Regions from separate parts of the Mus musculus genome. Here region 2 is linked to region 1. The links are chromatin contacts, called in public promoter capture Hi-C maps. All regions are on one chromosome and are shown on one strand. The core of a region is the stretch at or near the end of the contact, and the rest is flanking DNA. Distances in the headings are between cores, read along the strand shown.

The links. Promoter capture Hi-C pulls out the DNA fragments that hold promoters and counts their contacts.
Region 2: a contact with region 1 is called in a promoter capture Hi-C map of pre-B cells, with 2.3 times the contacts expected there. The contact joins the promoter of Coq2 here to the enhancer-like site in region 1. A contact is called at or near these places in 1 of 39 promoter capture datasets (pre-B cells), 3 of 484 Hi-C or Micro-C datasets (the Ba/F3 cell line, the N1E-115 cell line and pro-B cells), 1 of 115 datasets of contacts at active chromatin or transcription factors (large pre-B cells) and 1 of 9 other capture datasets (pancreatic islet).

The regions. Positions count from the first base shown.
Region 1 is chr5:100,332,390-100,337,806 of GRCm38.p6, forward strand. No RefSeq gene overlaps it. Among named protein-coding and RNA genes, the nearest start is that of Gm45913, 33 kb to the left of the region's middle. Within about 2 kb of position 1,397, at least 35 of the 459 cell types and tissues checked have an H3K27ac peak or open chromatin away from gene starts, as enhancers often do. A contact at or near this core is called in the N1E-115 cell line, pre-B cells and pro-B cells, where this site is marked.
Region 2 is chr5:100,670,203-100,675,980 of GRCm38.p6, forward strand. Coq2 (coenzyme Q2 4-hydroxybenzoate polyprenyltransferase) reads right to left here and starts at 4,054. Exons shown (of 7, transcript NM_027978.2): 1 at 3,787-4,054. The coding sequence starts at 4,039.

The DNA of each region.
Region 1 (5,417 bases), core at 147-2,646:
TCCCAGTAATGCACTTAGCAACCTGGAAACCCCAAGCTTAACGTGCATGCATCTTGCTCTAAACAATGAAGTAGGTCACTCATAGCAACACCATGGTAACTCCCTCTGCTGGTAACCCCTAGTCTGTGGTCAAATACATTCTGGAATGTATCAGGAAGGTATGGACAACGGGACAGCCCAGCATGGAGTGGTTTTCAGTGCACGCATAATAAAACAAAAATCTGTCCTCAAAATTAATTTATAGGGAAAAAAGTAGCCCCGTTTGCTATCTTATGCCTGTCTGAGATTGGCTGTGCTTGTGATTAAAATCAGATGCATCATGGGAAAGAACAGGTGCATCAGACAAAGACGTACAGAGCCCAAGTCTATTACACAAAGCAGAAAATCACCCCCACTCAGCCCTTAGCAACCGACTCATGGACCACAGCAGGGCATCCTGGGAGTAACCAGGTGCCCTGAGCATTCTAACTAAAGCAGCCCACTGTTCCCCGGCCTCCTTGTGTCTACCCTAAACAACACACCAAGACCGGACAGAGAGCACTGACAACAAGATCTCACTGTGTAGCCCAGGTTGGCCTGGAACTCCCCATGTGTCCCAAACTGGCCTCAAACTTGAGATTCGTTTCTCAGCCTCCCAAATGCACCACAGGACACAGCCCTCTCTGTACACAGCCCTCTCTGTTTTATTAGTAGTCCTGTGATATGCAGGGACCTTTCTCTGTTCACCCCAGCCCTTGTCTTTCAGACTCCGGTGCACCTCCTCATCAGCTCAGTTAATTTGAAGCATCTGTCAGCCCTTGTCGCCATTTGCGCTTGTCACACCACTGTGCCTCTCCTCACCTAGACAGGACGTCTACTGGCTTTACCCGCATTTATAACCTCAACACCTAAAATGGAATGTGGTAGGCACAGACAGCAGGAGTGTGTGGGAGCAGGCACCTGGTCACTGGAGGATTTGGGATATCAGCTTTTCCCTGCTGCAAACCTTTCTAAACAGGGACACCAGCCCTCAGCTCACTGCATACCTTTCTCCAGTCTGAGAGCTGCTGTTGGCAGAAGCCAGTGCTGGGTTCATGAGAACAGTTGCAGTTAATAACCTAGAGCATGGCATATATCTGCCATTACAGGAAGACAGGTGCCGCGGCTCCTCCAGCTGTGCAAACTGCTGCTGCTACCAATCGCATCAACGTCACCAGGGCCTGTGGCATCTGACATCCCCACCACTGACACTGAGGTTATTCACAAAGTTCTCCCAAGCCTCATCTTGCCTTCTCCTCTTCGGGTTAGTGGAATTCATTCTATCCTGGTTCTCTCCCTTCATCTGACACTGGGATTCTGGCCACACCCAAAGAAAGAACACCCCACAGCCACTGATAGACCGGCTGAGGCGTGGCCACCTTTGGCGGTTTCAGGAAGCGCATCTGTTCTCTGGGGACTTACTGCACTTTCTTCAGATCATGTAACTCCGACCCCAAAGCCCCCTCTTTTCAGCACATGTCCTCCTTCCTGCCCTCTCCCAAGTCTACACTTCACTCCAGAATCTTACACCCAGGGGAGCTGAGGTTAGAAAGTATGTAAGCATAGCTATAGTGGTCTGGTTAAGGGGAGGCCATGGTCGGCGTAAGGAAAAAGATACGCAGGTTTCAGTTAGAAAGGACGTATCTGAGAGATATGACTGGCAGCAGAACAACAGAGAGGGCATTCTGGGTGGACGCAAGAATCTGGTTCCTTCCTCCACAGTTCTCAGAATGGAACAGCAGCCCTATATCCTTCCCAACCCTTCTCCTGGGAGTGTCTGTGACTCACGCCATCATAAACCAGGAGGATGCCATCTCTGCTATTCTACCACACCGAGAAAGACACCAGGAAGCACTGTTGTGACTGCTGTAATAAATAATCCAAGCTGCTGCTAAGTATGGGCTGAACTGTGTTCCCCTTAAATTCATATTGCGAAGCCCAAAGGTGGTATATTTAGAGACAGGCTCTTTAAGGAGGTAAGTTCTTTTAATGGGATGTTAGACTCAGCCCTAGTCCAGTCTGGCTATTGTATTTACAGGAGAGAGTATTCTCAGTACGGCTGGAAAGACAGCTTACTGGTCAAGAGCACTTGAATTCCATTCCCAGAACCCACGTCAGAAGGTTCATAACTCCCTGAAACTCCAGCTCTCGGGATCCAAGCACCCTCCTCCAGTCTCCATAGGGACCCACACATGCGGCACACACACACATTGTACATAAATAAAAATATAGAATATTTTCTTAAAGAGGTGAACATCTGAATCTGCTAAAAAAAAAAAAAAAAAAAAAAAAAGACACCAAGGATGCTTCTGAGCAGAGGAAAAAGCAAGTGGAGAGTCAGCCTAGCTGCATAGCAAAGAGAAGGCAAAGAGGAAGCCGACAGCGCAAGCACCCTGACCTCGCGGGGCAGACAGCCTCCAAGCTGAGACAAATCAGTGCCGGTTAAGCCATGTAGCTGATGGCCTTTTGTTATTCCAATATAGGAAACTGCTTCTGCCCCATTCATTCCCTCCCACATGTCATTCCTCTTCCTACTCCCCCTTGGCTGTTTCTCAAATAGAATCTGACTATGTAGCCCAGGCTAGCCTCTGGCTTTTGTTCAGCCTCCCTACCTCCACCTCCCAAACTGTGATTACACGACTGAATGAATGCCTTTTTAAATGAGTTTTGCACCTTGTCCTACAGAACAGAGAGTCTCCTAGGAGAGGTAAAGTCAAGTGTGGTGGTGAGTGCTTGCAATCCCAGCCCTTGGGAAGAAGAGGAAGGGTAGAGAGTTCAAGGCCAGCCTCTGCCACATAGCAAGTCCAAGGCCTCCCTCAGCTCCTAGACACCAGGACTCATCGTGAAAGCAGAAGGGCAGGAGAGGTGGCTCAATGGGTAAAGGCAGTTGCTACCAAGCCGGGTGCCCAGAGTTCAGAGCCAGGACCCACAGAAAGCAAGAAGCAGCTGCAGAAAACCCTCTGACCTCCGACATTCAGGCTATGGAACGTCCATGCCCACACAAACACCCACAAAATACATGCTATAAAGTTTAAGGAAGGTGAGGAGAGAAAGGGAAAAAAGAAGAGAAAAAGAAAAGAAGAAAAAAAGAAGTTAGTTACATGTGGTAGAAGGCACTAGAATGTTTGATTTTAAAATTTTTCTGTTTGCTAGTGAGATAGCTCAGTGGATAAGGACAGTCTGGAACCCTCCTGGTGATAACAGAGAACAAAGTTCTACAGGCTGATGTCTTGGGGTTAGGGTGGAATTACCACAGTTTCTGAAATGGCCCTAAGCCTATTTCTGCCACTTTGTATTATGTATTCATGTGAAACGGCATTCTCAGCGTTGATGATTATAAAATCAGCTATTGGCACGCTCTGAGATGGGCGGAAGATGTCCCCACCCACGCCTCAAATATTCAGCCAAGATTCTGCTCTGTATGGAAAAACAAGCATTTCTGTCTCATTAGCATGCAAATTTGCCTTTATATTTAACAAACAGGAAGATTATCTGTATAATAAAGAGTTGTCTAGAGTAAATTTCTTTATGATTTATTATCAGGGAATGTTTGATTTGTAGGCCTCTTTTATATAGCTATATCCTTGGGGCTGTGTAATGGTTGCTTGAATACAAAGGGATCTTGACTGGAAAGTGCTTATGAAGCCCAGCTCTGAGGACATTTGTGGTCCAGAGCAAAGCCTCCAGACTCCTAACCTCTGTCTCTGTGGTCCTCAGCCAGTGTGACAGCAGAGTGAGACTTGGAAGCACCATCAAGATTCCTTGCTGCTCTCACGATCTGCCTTTTAATAGAACTGAAGGTTAATAAATTAATAAGAAGCCACTGCACTAACACAGATTAGTCAGGGGACTGACGTGAGCAGAGCAAGCAATGTTTTCCCAGACCCATAAATATGTCAGCACTTTACAGAAGAGTCGACGTTTTATGACAGAAACGGAATCAATAGAACGTGGGTGAACTGTGAGCTGGGCGCTAACTTCTTCCCTAGCCCCCTGGGCACAGACGAGCACAGCACAGCTTCAGCTCATGTTGGTAAAGGAGTTCCCCCATTCGGTAGAGCCTGGGGAGACAGGTAAGGAAGGGTGCTGTGTTGGTCACTTTTGTCCCTGTGACAAACGCTCAGAACATAACCCACCTAAAGTGATATGTTAATGAAAGAAACATAGATGACCTAAGACAGATTTATAAAACCATGAAAACATTTTTTTTTTTTAATTTTGGCTTTAATACCTGCAGGCTTCACAGCTGTCAGGCCCATGACAAGGCAGAAATGCCGTGGAGGAAGGCAAAAGAGAGGTGTTCATAGGCATACCGTGCTCGGTGCAGCATCAGCAGTGACTTCCTGTAACCGGGCCCCACCTTCCACAGTTTCCAAAACTGCCTAATGATCCACTTGGTTAGGATTCCACAGGCGGATCCACAGGCAGATTCGGTCTGTGCTCTCAGGGTCCAATCTCATCCTTTAAGCCCCACCTCTGATCGCCACAGTGGGGACTAAGCCTTGATACCCAAGCTATGAGGGAGTGGGGAACTGGGACTCGCTTCACAGCTATATGACACAGGCACACAAATCAAACCTTCCCTGCAGGAGGATGAGTGAGCTAAGATGGAGCACGGCAAATAAGAGCATCGAAGGAAGGACTCACATGAGCTACGTGCAAGCCTTGCGGCTCTACACTGCCATTACAAGATAATCTGTGGGAGAGCAAGCTGGCTCATGCTGCCAAGCCTGACCCCCTGAGTTTGATCCCTGAATCCACAGGGTGGAACCAGAGAACTGACTCCCCAGGTTGTCCTACGGCCTCCACATGTTTGCCAAGCACACCCAATAATTAAATGTGGTTCTTTAATAATATATATGATTAAATATGTCATAAATAGTATATTTTATTTATAATATAAATATTTATAACATATATCATTATATTACACATATAATTATTATATGTAATAATTATATATGCTACTATAGTATTGTTATATACTAATATAAATATAAATAAATAGTATAAATAAAATTATATTTTGTATTTGTATATTTGTATTGTAATATATTAAATAATGAATAATAAATAATACATCATTTTATTTATAATATAAATTTAGAATATAAATTATAAATAAAATAAATATTATAAATAAAATTATAAATATAAATAAAATTGTATTATAAATATTATTATAAATACAATTATAAAATATTGATGTAAATATTAGAAATATATATATATATATATATATATATATATATATATATATATATATAAAACTCACATAATCTATGATTCACATCAATAGGTGTAAGCTATGCCCATGATGTGTTAACAAATTAAGAACAACAACAGCCACAGCAACAACAGATACCTAAAACAGAAGTACCTGTGTGCAGGGAGTAAGA
Region 2 (5,778 bases), core at 2,804-5,303, 340 kb after region 1:
AGGCACAGAATCAGCTGCTCTTTATAAAGAGCAAGGCAGAGCTCCCAGTGTGCAGCTGAGGCCCAGAGGAGAAACTACTTCACCACCATTTGCTTGGTGCAGCTAGAGCTAAAGTCTCCGCTGAACAGTCCTAGGCTATATGATACCCAGTGCACAGTGAAGCAAGACGTTCCTTGGCTTCAAGTCCATATTACAATTATGTATATGTTCACTGACAGGAGCCAGCACACCAGTGCTTGGAAGGGGGCAGATACTTGAAACTAAAGAGGCTGAAGGCGGACGCCTCAAAATGAACACCTACCTCACTGAGCTTTAATGAGATGACAGTATTGCAGAGGACAGCTCTGAAACCAAGACTTGGGACTTAGTGAGCTACAGGCACTCCACCACGGAGCTGTATCTACAACCTGAAAGGATTAATCAGCCTATATTAACATATATAACATACATGACTACTGGCACGGCTTTCTCTAATATTAATTAGAATATTAATATTCCTTGAGTCCCTGTTATAGGAAGACACTGCTCAAAGCATGGAGTGTGTGTTTATGAATTCCAGGTACATAGCAGTTCTGTTCCAGGAGCCTCCAGGAAATACTGTGGGTTCTCACAGTCGACAGTAAGGCAAGAGTCCTTTCTATAACACTAACTTTAGCTGGAGGGTCTGAGGAGGAGCCCCATAGGCTCTGGTGCTGTTTGGGAGCGTCAGAGGCGTACTCTGAGAGAATGTGTGCCGCTGGAGGGAGGCTTTGGGAGGAGATGCCGCCATTCTGGGTGTAGCCTCTGTATGCTGTCCACGGTTCACGGTGTGAACTCCCAGCTTCTGCTCCGGCTGTGACTTGTTGCCAGGCTCCCTGCCCCAACAAACTCCTGTCCCTTTGGAACGGTGAGCCCAGCCTGGGCCATGAGGCTTTATCACAGCAAGAGAAAGGTAAGGAACGCAGAGACTGAGAGATGGAGTCACGGTTTGCCCAAAGCCACAGTGTTAAGACAGAATTCTAAACCAGCAGTCTGGTGGAACCATAAGTCAAAAATTCCTTCTCATACCCATGTCCCAACCCCACAAAAACCCTACTTCTGTCCCCACTGATTGCCAGGGGCACTCCTTTCTATCTTCCCTGTGACACTTTCATTCCTTACAGTTATTCTGTGAAGAAAGGTGTAGAGGTAGTGAGAAACGCCAAACAGGCTGTAGACAGACTTGTTTATTATAAAATGGAAAGATTCTCTGGGAGAGGAAATACAATGGTCAGATTCTGAATGGGATGGGCAGGGCAGGGCTAAAGGTCTGTGTAGACTGAGCTTACAATTCTCTAACGATAGATTTCCCTTAGGACAACCCGCAACTGCAGTGAAGAGGGAAACACACTGCCAACCTGGTGGAAAGAGCGCCACCTGCCAAAACTTCCTGAAATGACACCGGTTGACTGACCAGTGATGTAGCCCAGTGGTAGGTAAGTCCCTTGACTAGCCTATGGGAGACCCTTTGAGTTCCACTCCTAGTACTGAGAAACAACAAAAAAGCTTTGCTACTGCCTTCTAAAACACAACGACTAATACTGCTCTATGAAAGTAAGTAGATATAACATCAATACAGTAAAACAATAACTGTATCACTGTCTTACAAGACATATACATATTAAACCAGGAACTCTACTGTCAATTTCTGCTCCTGACACAAGGCAGGGGTCCAAAACTATTCACAGAATGAATTTTACCTTGTAACTGTCTTATTTAGAATCAAAACATACAGGCCAGTATCTTAAGGCACTCAGCACAAATAACTACAAAGGTACGTTTCTCTAATCTCCAGTTCTGTGACTAATGCCTCAGGAGCCCTTATGTGAAGGCACTATGGTCAAAGTATTTACCATGTGTAGATTAAAGTCAACATTAGCACTTTCCTTTTATAGAGAAAGAAACGACGGTGCAGAGACAGAAAGTAATTTAACCACAGTCCCTCCACTGGATTGAGCTGAAGGTTCAAAACCACAAGGTCTGGCTCAAAAATGTGGCTCAGAATCACTTTATAGAGTCCTGTTACATGGCAGGATGTACAGCCACTAGATTAATGATGCTTAATTGTGAAAACAGAAACAATGGCAGCTGTTGATCTGTCCTGCGTGTCTGCAAGTCTCTCTTGTAGCTTTGTCACCCAGAATCTAAGAACAGAATTATAAAATGCTTGTGTAAACCCTGAATTATACAACACCCTAATAATGGCAGGCCTGCCTTCTATTTAATAGGTGTCTATAATCTCTTGTTGCAGTGATTCGGTGCTTAAAACCCACACAGGGAGCATTCACATCTAGAATATCAACAGTGACACCTGGCTACTGCCACCCCACCCACTTTGTCACCTGGACGCTGAGGCAAGCTCTGGAGTTTGTGGCCAACCTGCAGTACAAAGCAAGCCCTTGTCTTATGCAAAATAAAACAGGTCCAGCCAGGCATGGAGGAGAGTGCCTGCAGTCCTAGCAACTGGGAAATGGAGGCAGGAGGTCAAGGTTAGCCAAAGACACATATGGGACCCTGTCCAAAAACAAACACCAAACCCAAACGGGGCCACGTTGGGGGTCCTGGATAGGTAAAGGCAGAACAAATAAGTTTGGCATTTGGATGTTCTTCCATACGCTGAAACTGTACATACTGACATCTAGATTAGCTGGAATTCAGTTGTATCCCTCTTCCTACATCTTTCCAGGGTTGCAGGTCAGGCTCCTAGTCTTAATGTTTCAGCACTAAGTCTGTTTGTTTGGCTTTTATTTCAGAATATAAAGCCCAGACTGACTTGCAACTTGAATCAGCCCTCCTGCCGTTGGATGTTAGACTATAGATGTGAGCCACCATATTTAGCTACCCTTGGATTTTGAAAATATTTCTCCAAGACCTCTCTACTCTATAATATAGCATTTCCTTTGGAGTACTATTTTTTTCAGTTGTTCGAACTCTGGAGACAGTAAGTTATTTTTCTTTTCCTGTGCATGACCTATACCTCTGATACTTTTCCATACTTTCCTAGGTTATCAACTGTCTTTTCCAGCCAGAAACAAATTCTTTCAAAGCTGGTAGTTTTCCTAGCTCATTCTGTCACTAAGGCCAGGTGACTTCATCTACAACTCCGGGCATCGTTTTACCAACTAGACAGAAACCTTGCGTGCAGACGGAGCTTATATTGTGTCACAGGTGTCAATAGTCCGTGAGCACTTTGATGAAAAAGACTGAGAAAAAGAAGGTCATAGAGAGGCTTGTGTGAGTTTACGTTGGCGGGCAATTCTAAAGCACGATAACCCGGCTGTGTTCAGATGCTCTCAATCTTTGTAACCGGTGATGAGGGGGAAAAAAAGCCCAGTAGTAACACTTTTGGGGTCCTTCTGGTCTGGCTCTGACGAGGAGCCTTGATTTCAATAGTCTTACTTACATGCCCCTTGGGCCTTACATAATTGGAGGCAAAAATCGAAAACTAATGAATGCAGAAATGCTTCAAAACTGCAAATCAACAATCAAAAGCTTCGTGAAAGCAAAGGAGCACCTGCTCACATCTGAATGGGGTAGGAGTGGTCTGGAGTTTGTGGAATGGTCTGGGAATATGTGATTATCAACGTCCGCCTCCGGGACTCCCGGCTCAGAGCGAGGGAAAATCTGCGTGTCCCTGGCTAAGGTCCTGACCGAGTCCCGAGGGGACTGGCCCAATGGGTGCATCGCAGCGGAGTCGCGGTCACTGCGGCCCTGCTCCTCAGGCAGGCAGGCTGTCGAGCGCAGCGCAGCCCAGCCCGCCCCACTCACCTATGGGCTTGTCCAGGCGCATGAGGCGCAGGTAGGGCTGCAGCGGGCGGGGCGCCGAGTTCACCACGGCCGCGGCCGACAGGCTGAGAGCTCGGCCCCGCTGCGTCCCGGGGGCCGGGGCTCGCCGATCCCGCGCGCCCGGAACCCCTGCGCTGCGCACCAGGGCCAATGGGAGCCCGCGCGGACCTCGCAGCCATGCGGACCGAACGGCCCGCAGGCCCCGCGCGAGCCCCGCGCCTCCCCAGCGCAGCATGGCGCCAGGCTGGACGCCGGTCGGTGGCGTCATCCAGGGCGACGGGCCGCGGGCAGGCATGCGCAGTGGTGGCGCGCGCGCTCCTGGAACTGGATTTACAGACCGGGCTGAGCCGTATGGTGCTAGAAATCAAACCTGGGTCCTCTGTAAGGAGAGCAGCAGGTGCTGTTCACCGCTGAGCCATCTCTCCATCTCCAGGCTTCTTAATGAACTCAAAAGGAGAGTGTTTGTTTATTTGTATGGAATAGTTCTACCATAAAAAGAAAAACTTAAGTCCAAAAATGTTAACTACATGGAATGTTCACCTTCTAACACTAAAAGGGAAACAAAAAGCCAAATCAAATTATGTAAATTTTTATATATGTATATTCATATATACATATACTCATATATATACATATATATGAATTTAAGTATATCTATCTATATCTATATACTTAAGGGAAATTCTTTACTCGAGGTGAACCTAAGTTTGACAGCTAAAAAGGATGCAGTTTCACTCAAGAACAACTTCATAACCAGGTGGTGGTGGCGCACTCCTTTAATCCCAGCACTCGGGAGGCAGAGGCAGTCAGATCTTTACGTTTTCGGCCAGCTTACTAAAGAGTGAGTTCCAGGACAGCCAGAGCTACACAGAGAAACCCTGTCTTGAAAAATAAAACAAAGAAAAACAAAACAATAACCAACTTTATGCGACCCTTGTTAATATAGTTGGCCGTTGCATGTTTGCAGGTACCTGGTATGTGTTATTCCACGGTAACCCCTCACTGACTGGCTCTGGACAAGTCGCTTATCTGGATTTTAGTGTTTTGAGATGGTGGTGTATCCTTTTCGGTGCCCTTCCTTAAAGCCTATGAAGTGAGTTCTGTGATCCTGGCCTGGCGCTTGAGGAAGGTGCAGCAGGGGGCGCGCTGGCCTTTGCAGTCTGGGAAGCGCTGCTGGTCCTTTGATCTTTTAGCTCCATCTGCTGCTTGCCAGTTGAGCTCCTCTACAGGTTTGCGGCCTTTGAGGCTCCTTTCTTTTCCCAAAAGTTGCCTCCACGCTGTTTATTTTCAAGCACCCTTTCAGGTAGCATAGGTGCCGCCATGCCAAACACGAGGCTCTTTCACACTTGCACACTATTTCCATTTGCCTGGAGTTCCCAACACAATATTTAAAATGCAAAAATCATTGCGAATGCTTTCTATTTTAGAGGGAAAGGATGATAAAGCTGTTTTTTAAAATTGCTTTTTTTTTATTTGAAAAAAATGTATTTTAAAGTCCACTAACTTTTTCACTCTCAAACCCATTTCAACTTGTCCTGCAGTGGTAGTAGGACATTATAAAAGTAAAGACTAGACTGAGTCCAAAGAATAGTTATTAGCATGAAGCAGGAGCGACCATGGCTCTCTGCCCTGTTCTGTTAACTCCATAGAGGGTCAATAGCAACCTTTTGCTTTTGTGACATGATGTCTGTGGCCTTCCGTGGGAGACACACACACACACACACACACACACACACACACTAAATAACTAAATACATGGAATAAATGTTTGAGGTTTTGGGTTTTTTTGGTTTTTTGTTTGTTTGTTTGTTTTGTTTTATTTATTTATTTATTTATTTATTTATTTTTATTAGGTATTTTCCTCGTTTACATTTTCAATGCTATCCCAAAAGTCCCCCATACCCACCCCCCCAATCCCCTACCCACCCACTCCCCCTTTTTGGCCCTGGCGTTCCCCTGTACTGGGGCATATAA